Linked DNA regions of Sus scrofa: region 2 is linked to region 1. A link is a contact called in public Hi-C data. All regions are on one chromosome and are shown on one strand. The core of a region is the stretch at or near the end of the contact, and the rest is flanking DNA. Distances in the headings are between cores, read along the strand shown. Region 1 holds the start of IFT43 (intraflagellar transport protein 43 homolog). Region 2 holds the start of GPATCH2L (G-patch domain containing 2 like).

Region 1 (3,715 bases), core at 453-2,952:
TGGAGTTTTTCCTTAGGTAAAAATAAATAGAGCGGATATCTGATATTGCCAAACGCCGCTTGGCGATGGGGAGAAAGTGGGTATTTTAAAGAGGGAGCAGAAGGACCATGGCTGGGTCCCAAAAATCAAAATCTTTGCGTTGCCCTGAAGGAGAATAAGAAAAGAGGATGGAAAAGCAAAGAAAAAAAATTTTTTTTTTAAAAAGTCGGATCCCAGTGAGTAGGTGGGGAGAGGCAGGGCTAGGCTGCTGCTGGCCCAGCTAAAGGTGGGGGCAGCGCAGGACACACTTGTCTCTCGGGCACACCATTCATGCTTTCTCTTTTGTTTACACTTCCTCGGGGGCTTTCTAAATGACTTTGTTCATGCTGCCTCTCATCTTCATTGGCTGGGATGCGGGCTTATGTGCAATTGGAATGCAAGGGGACAGCCCCTGGAGAGTAGCCCCAATAATCCACTTGGACGCCCAGGTCACCAGCACCTCGGCTTGTCTTCTCCCTCGGCCATTGCTTCTGGTCCCTGCTTCTTAAAAAATAAAAATAAAAAGGAAAAGAAGAATAAAACAGAAGCCGGTTGGTTCACTGCATGCCTCCTCCGGAAAGCTGTTACTCCTTCTTTCTCATGCTTCTTCCCCTATCTCTCGCCTCCTCTCTTGCTCATTCCCTTGGACTTGGCTTTCTGGTTCCCTCCCTTTCTCTCCCTCTAGCTTCCCTCTCCCTCTCCCTCTCTCTCACACACTCACATGCACACACACTGCTTTCTCTATTTCTCTCTGCTGAAATTTTATACCTCCCTCCCATGACGTTTCTGGCCCGGGGGCGGGGGGGGGGGCAAAGGAGGTGGGGGATTGGGGGGGAGGGACCAGTTCACGCAGCCTCTTTTGCTGCACGATTTTAATGTTTTAAACAGGCACAGGAAAAGCCGAGCCCGTTTGAAAAATACTTTGCGAGTCCTCTCGATCGACGTGGTAACTGAACTTTTTTTCCCCTCTTGGAGTCACTCCTGCTACACGTTGACTGTTTTTCTGGAAAGTTACTCCGATGAATCCCCTCCCTCCTTCTCCCCCCCGACTCCTTCGCCCTCTCGCCAGCTGTCAGTCCGTCCCCTCCTCGGCCGGTCTCTCGATCCCTCCCAGGCCCCGCGTCCCCGGCCGCCCCCCGGCCTGGCGGGACGTAGGCAGGGACGGGGCGGGGGGAGAGGGGCGCGGGGCGTGGGAGGGGCGGCCGTGCCCACCCTCGGTGGGGGTGACGCCCGGCCTGGGAGCGGGGTTGGAGTTGGGTTCAGCTCCGCGGCGATGCTGGCCCCGATTCTTCATTGACAAGATTGGAGTCGGGTGGCTCGCGGAAGCTTGGCGACGCTCCAGGGGCATTGAAAAATGGTGGCGTTTTCCGGCAGATCGAGGGTGCCCTCTGGCGAGGCGAGGCCGCCAGTGACGGGGGCTCCCCCGGGGTCGGGAGGGTTTGGGGGTAAGGCTGGGGGCCTGGGGAGATGGGGCCGCGAAGGAGGGTGCAGAAAACAAGATCAGGTGCCCTGGGGAACAGGCTCCCTCCCGGCCCGAGGTGCGTACAAGTGCACCTCTCCCTTCCCGGAGCCCCTTCTGCAGCGGCTCTCGCAGAAATGTCCTCCAGATGTTGCTGGCCTCCCTCCCCGCCGAGGGTTCCGCGGGGAGCTGCGCCAGCGAGCGCAAAGTCAGCAGTTGGCCCGAGCCCATTTCCCAGATGGGTGAGGGGAGGTTTTCTCTCCACTTTCGTTCCTTTTCTCAGCCTAAGCTTCTAGGTCTTTTCCCATCAAAAACGTAGGGAGGGCAAGCCACAACGCCTGCCCCCGCCCCGCCAACTCAGGAATGTCTCTGAATTGATCACTTTCCTGGGAATCAGTGCTGCTGCCCGCCGCCACCCCATCCCGCCTCGCCCCAGCCTTCCTGACCCTTCCTGCGAGGGCCTGTTCTGCTCCTGGTTCCTAGGCCGCTAACTGAAGGGATGCTCTCAGCCTCCCCAGGGCAGTGGCTGATCAATTTAAGCTGAGGAAACGGAGGCACGGACCGATTTTCGAGCGTACACCGCTGGTGAGTGGTGGTGGTAATATTTAACAAGGGCTTTCAGGTTTGGGAAATATTCCTAGATGCAGAAAGCTTAAAGTAACTTGCTTTTTACAGCAGAAATGATCGCATTGTAAATCAACTGTACTTCAATAAAACTTTAAAAAATTAAAACAACTTTTTTTTCTAGAGTAAATTATTTTGAATGACTTTAGGTCATATAGTTAGTGAGCGTCAACACTGAGATGTGGACCCAGGAAATCTGTGGCCAGTTAATCTATGCACTTAACTACTCTATGCTATACTGCCTCTGGAATTCAGCTCTCATTTGAGAAATATTTTGATATCTACTATATGCCAGGCCCTGTTCCTGGCTCGGTGGATGCAGCAGTGAATGAAACAAAGCCATTCCCTTATGGACTTTATATTCTCGAGGTGGAGGTGGGGCAATGGGAAGGCAATAAATGAAATAAATGTGTAAGCAGTGTAATAATGGTAAAAGGTCCATGCCATGGTGGAGAATAAAGCAGGGAAGGAGGAGAGGAAGTGCCTAGGTTGGGGAAATGTTGCAGTTTAAAATCTGAGAAGGCCTTGTGGAGGCCTTTAAATAAATACTTGCAAAACAGGAGGGAAAATTGTTGAAGTTATACCCGCCTGGGCTCCACTTCTAGCAAATCAGAGTTCACATCTGTTTTTAGCAAACTTTGCAGGTGAGTCAGTGCAAGGTTTGGAAGACACTACTCCAGGGCCTCTTTCTGCACACAGTGAGCACCTCTTGCTTTCAGGAAGTCAGGGAAGAAGTAGGAGTGAAGGCTTGGAAAGTGGCCCCAAGGTGGTGATGGTGCAGCTGTGGAAGAAGATAGAAATGGAGTCTCAGGCGTTCCCGTTGGGGTGCAGTAAAAATGAATCCAACTAGTATCCATGAGGATGCAGGTTCGATCCTGGCCTGGTTCTGTGGGTCGGGGATCTGGCATTGCCCTGAGCTGTGGTGTAGGTTGCAGATGCAGCCTGGGTCCCGTGTTGCTGTGGCTGTGGTGTAGGCTGGCAGCTACAGCTCAAATTCAACCCCTAGCCTGGGAAATTCCATATGCTTCAGGTGCAGTCCTAAAATGCAAATAAAAAGAAAAAAAAAAAGTAAAGAAAAGAAAGAAAGAAAGAAATAGAGTCGCTCTTGCTAAGAAAGCTCTCTACAATGGAACTAAAAGGTCACTGGGGGAGTGTGAATTATGTAAGTCTCAGCCTGGATAAAATCTGACCTTTTGACCACTTATTGTCCTAATGAAGGCATCCAGAAGATCTGCCAGAAACTCAAGATACTTATCAGACCCCTACCTTACAATAACTCGTGACAGCCTATCTACTTATCAGACCCTTACTCGGAAGTAACTCGTGATTCCTTAAGGACAAACATTTCCTTTCTCGTAGTAGCAGAGAACAGCCTCATGACTTTTGCCTTTTGTAAGCCCCTGACTCTTTCTTTTCCCTGGAACACTCTTGATTTTACCAGAATCTGTCTCCCAACAATTCTTAAGATAGCCCTCCAATAAAGCTCTTTGTTCTTTGCAGCCCTGATACTGATTATTGTTTAATAGAGCTCACAAGAAATGGAAAAATTCAGGAGTTCCCATGGTGGCACAGCAGGTTAAGGATCCATTGCTGTCTCCGCACGGCCCAGGTCAC
Region 2 (3,715 bases), core at 439-2,938, 170 kb after region 1:
TCATAAAAATGACAGGTGGGAGATACAATCACTTATAATGGAACTATTTTGGATGATTCTGGTCATATTCCCATGCAAGTATAGACTTAATTTCCTTTATGTATGAGTAGAGTCATACTCTACATTTTTAAATCTTATTAAAGTACAGCCATCATACAGAGATCTACACAAGCAGAAACTAACGCCTTTTCATGTAATTAGTCTTCCACAATCAATTTTAAAAGGCTGCAAGGTATTCCATCCCATAATTATACTGTAATTTAGGTATCTAACCCGCGTGGTAGGATTCCTGGCTTTATTCTAGTATTCTTGCTCCTCCCTCCAGAATGCTACAAAGATGAATTTAGCTGTATTTAACATTTTTGTGTTCATTTCCATTTTTTTAAAAGAATAAAATTTGTAGAGGTAGAATTTGTGGGTCAAATGGCATGTGCATATTTAAAAATAAAACTTTTTATTTCAGAATAATTTTTGGTTTACAGAAATATTTTGAAGGCACTATAGGCAGTTCCTGTATACTCCACACTGTTTCCTCTATTATTAACATCTCACATTAGTATAGCACATTTGTCACAGTTCCAATGATCCAATGTTGAGATAACATTAACAAAAGTCCAGATTTCTTTATTTTTATTAATGTCCTTTTTCTATTCCAGTTATCCCATCAGGATATCTCATTACATTTAGTTGTCATGTCTCTTTAGACTCCTCTTGGCTGTGACAGTTTCTGAGACTTTCCTTATCTTTGAAAATTTTGACAATTATGAGAAATGCTGGTTAGACATTTTGTAGACGGTCCCTTACTTGGGAGTTGTCCATTTCTCCCTTTATGATTTGATTGGGGTTGTGACCTGTGGAAGGAAAGTACGGTAGAGATAAAATGCCATTCTCCTTCATATGGGATCTAGTCCACATACTATCGACATGTTTTATCACTGTTTATGTGAACCTTGATCACCCAGCTGAAGTAGTGCTTATCTAGTTTCTCCACTATAAAGTTACTCCCCTCTCCCCTTTCCATATTGTACTCATCGGAAGGAAGTCATTGCAGAGTCCACATTTAGAATCGTGAATTATGCATGCCTGGAGGAGTATCTATATAAATTTCTCGGAATTCTGCACCAGATATTTATCTCTTCTTACCCATTTATAAATTTATTTGTATCAATAATTGACATATCAGTTTGGCCTATGGATATTACTTTTATATTTCAAGTTATAATCCAAGACTATTTTACTCGCTTTGTTACTCAAGGCAAGTGTGTTTTTAGTAGTCTGAGTAACTCACTATAACGCTACCCCGCCAAAGGGGATACAACCCGAAGGGTTCCCTAACTTCAGGCACCTTTTATAAAGTAGATAGGCGAGCAAGGGCGAGGCCGATACCTCTCTCCAGCGTCCAATTTCCTGACGCCCTCAAGGTAGATGAAGCCTGCCAGGGTAGGCCCTTCCCCAAGACCGTCACCTCCACCCCATAGGCACCCCATGAATTGCCTGCCCCCTGACCGCCTCCCCTCCTTGCGCCTTGCCTTTCTTCCGGGTTCCTTGCCCCACCCCCACCCTCGTGGGGCGGAAGTGGGCGCGGCCGCGGGCAGGAAACGCTCGACAGGGGCGGGCCCTCTCGCGCAGACAGCCCCTCCCATTCTACCCCCGTCCCACCCCTCCGGCCCAGACCGGAAATGAGGTCAGAGAGGGAAGCCCCGGCGGGGAGACTCGGCCCCAAAAGCGGCGGCCGTTGGAGGTGGCTGCGGCAACCGGTGAGGGGGAGGGGAGGTGTGGGGGTCGGGGCCCAGGAGGCCGGGGCCAGCGAGGATCCCGGCTCAGGGCCGCTGCTGAGTGTCCAGAGGCGCCGCGGAGCCGCGGAGGCCGGCGGGAGGGGCGAGGGTGACGGAGCCTTGTTTTTCAGGGCCCATCTCGGGAGATGAAGGTCGGGCCATCTCCGGGGCGACAGTCACCTTCTCTCTTCTTTGCTTTCTGGCCCTTTGGGGCTGGCGACAGCGAAAGGGTTTGTTGCCCCGAGCTGCAGTCCCCCTCGTCCTTGGGAGCGGGCCAGGGCGTGGGGGGTAGTCCTTCGAAACACGCTTTTTCTCACGTACGTGGCCATGTTGCGACCCCTGAGCCCCGAGGGACCCTAGTCGTCAGGATTTGCATTTTGTCAGTTTCTGCCCTAGAAGGGCTGACCCCCTGACCCGGGTCAGTCCAAAAGAGAAGTTGCCTCCTACGCTCCCTCCCCCAATCCCGTCTCCCTCTCCGACCCTGGCCCGGCCTCTCATTTTACTTCTACTAGTTTCGAGATCCTTCCTTTGCGGCGGAGAAAACAGCCTTTTCTGCTTGCCTGTCTCGGGGGTCTTATCGGACTGTGCATCCAGGGAGGGCTGGGAGTTCCAGGGTTCTTCTGTTACTGCTCTAATTGCAGCCTTTGAGGCAAGCATTCTCCTGCACAGGCATTTGATTGGCAAGTTGTTCGGTAACTTAGTTCCAAGTTGAAGTTTGTACACTTCTGCCTGTGGTTTTTAAAGCAGTAGTTCTTTTCAGGGAAATAGATTTAGATAAGTGCGCCCCCACTTATATAGCTTGGTTTTAGGGACAGTTGTTCGCCAAACCCCAGTCATGGAGATTTAAACTACTTATTGCTTAAAGAGACTTGGTCATTTTATGAGTGTGGCTTTTTACACTGAGAAGTTTCGTTTGGTTGGTGGTTTTGGAGCTAGGTGCCCTTATTGCTCCTTCTGCCTTTGAATTGGTTGGCATGAAAATAGATTTTTAGGAAGTCCTTTGCAAAATGTAAACCGTTGAAAGGTAAATACGGTCTGAGAGTGGTGCCACAGAGTTTTAAACTCAAATTATGATCTTGAAATACATTGGACTTAAGGGCTAAGGAAAAAGAGCTAATTTAAAATGTATTTAATTAGATGTATGAAATATATTAGACATTTCCTTTTAAGAGGGCATATTGAAAATCACTCCTCCTCCTCTCAGGATCTGGAAGGTTTGCCTGTGAAGTGATCCCTGAAGTATGATGGTTTGACAAGAATAAGTTGAAAAATAGGAAGTTTTGGAAAGCTGTTAGCTGGACATTGTAGACTCCACTCATACTTGTCATTTCAGCCTCAGTTATATCCTGTGATTATCTGGCCCTAAGCACAGAATTTGGTTGATCATTCAATTTATTTTTCTGAAGGATGAGGAGAACTTAAAAGATTCTAATTATTCATGTACTCTATAAGGCTCTTTACTTGGTAGCTTCTGGGTGGTAGTTGGGACCAGAATGGGTGCCGATTTTTTTTTTTTTCCATGCAGAGAACAAGCCTGGGTCACTATAAATTCTTGGATCACTAAAACTGCAAGCAGTCTTCCAGAAAGTATGTCACTAAGTTGTCTTTCTGTTCCTGCCACAAGCACTCTTATTAGTGACCCCAGACCATAGAACAGTCTTTCATCCTGGTTTTGAAGTTGAGTGTTTTTCCGCTCCTATCTCATGAGACATTTTCTCATCTTTTTAGATCTCATCATCAGGTAATTTACTTTAGCAAGTTTAATTGGGGGAAAATGGGAAGGGTTTATTTCACTGAGTTTGCTTGTTGTTACTAACAACCCAGTTGTCATCTGGTGCTTAAGAATATGTTGACCTCAGGAATTTAACAAGTGCCAGACACCTATGTTTAGTGGTTTAAGGGAGTATGGATGGTAGGAATAGAGTCTAAGTGTAGCCAGG

Evidence for each region. A called contact is a pair of places that touch in the nucleus more often than the background predicts.
Region 2: a Hi-C map of skeletal muscle shows a contact between it and region 1, with 5 times the contacts expected there. The contact joins the promoter of GPATCH2L here to the promoter of IFT43 in region 1. A contact is called at or near these places in 1 of 5 promoter capture datasets (liver), 2 of 47 Hi-C or Micro-C datasets (liver and skeletal muscle) and 1 of 2 datasets of contacts at active chromatin or transcription factors (alveolar macrophages).

The regions. Positions count from the first base shown.
Region 1 is chr7:99,154,187-99,157,901 of Sscrofa11.1, forward strand. It overlaps IFT43 (intraflagellar transport protein 43 homolog), which reads left to right and starts at 1,703. Exons shown (of 9, transcript XM_013978326.2): 1 at 1,703-2,062. It also overlaps a transcript of TGFB3 not described here.
Region 2 is chr7:99,323,894-99,327,608 of Sscrofa11.1, forward strand. GPATCH2L (G-patch domain containing 2 like) reads left to right here and starts at 1,689. Exons shown (of 10, transcript NM_001243404.1): 1 at 1,689-1,757.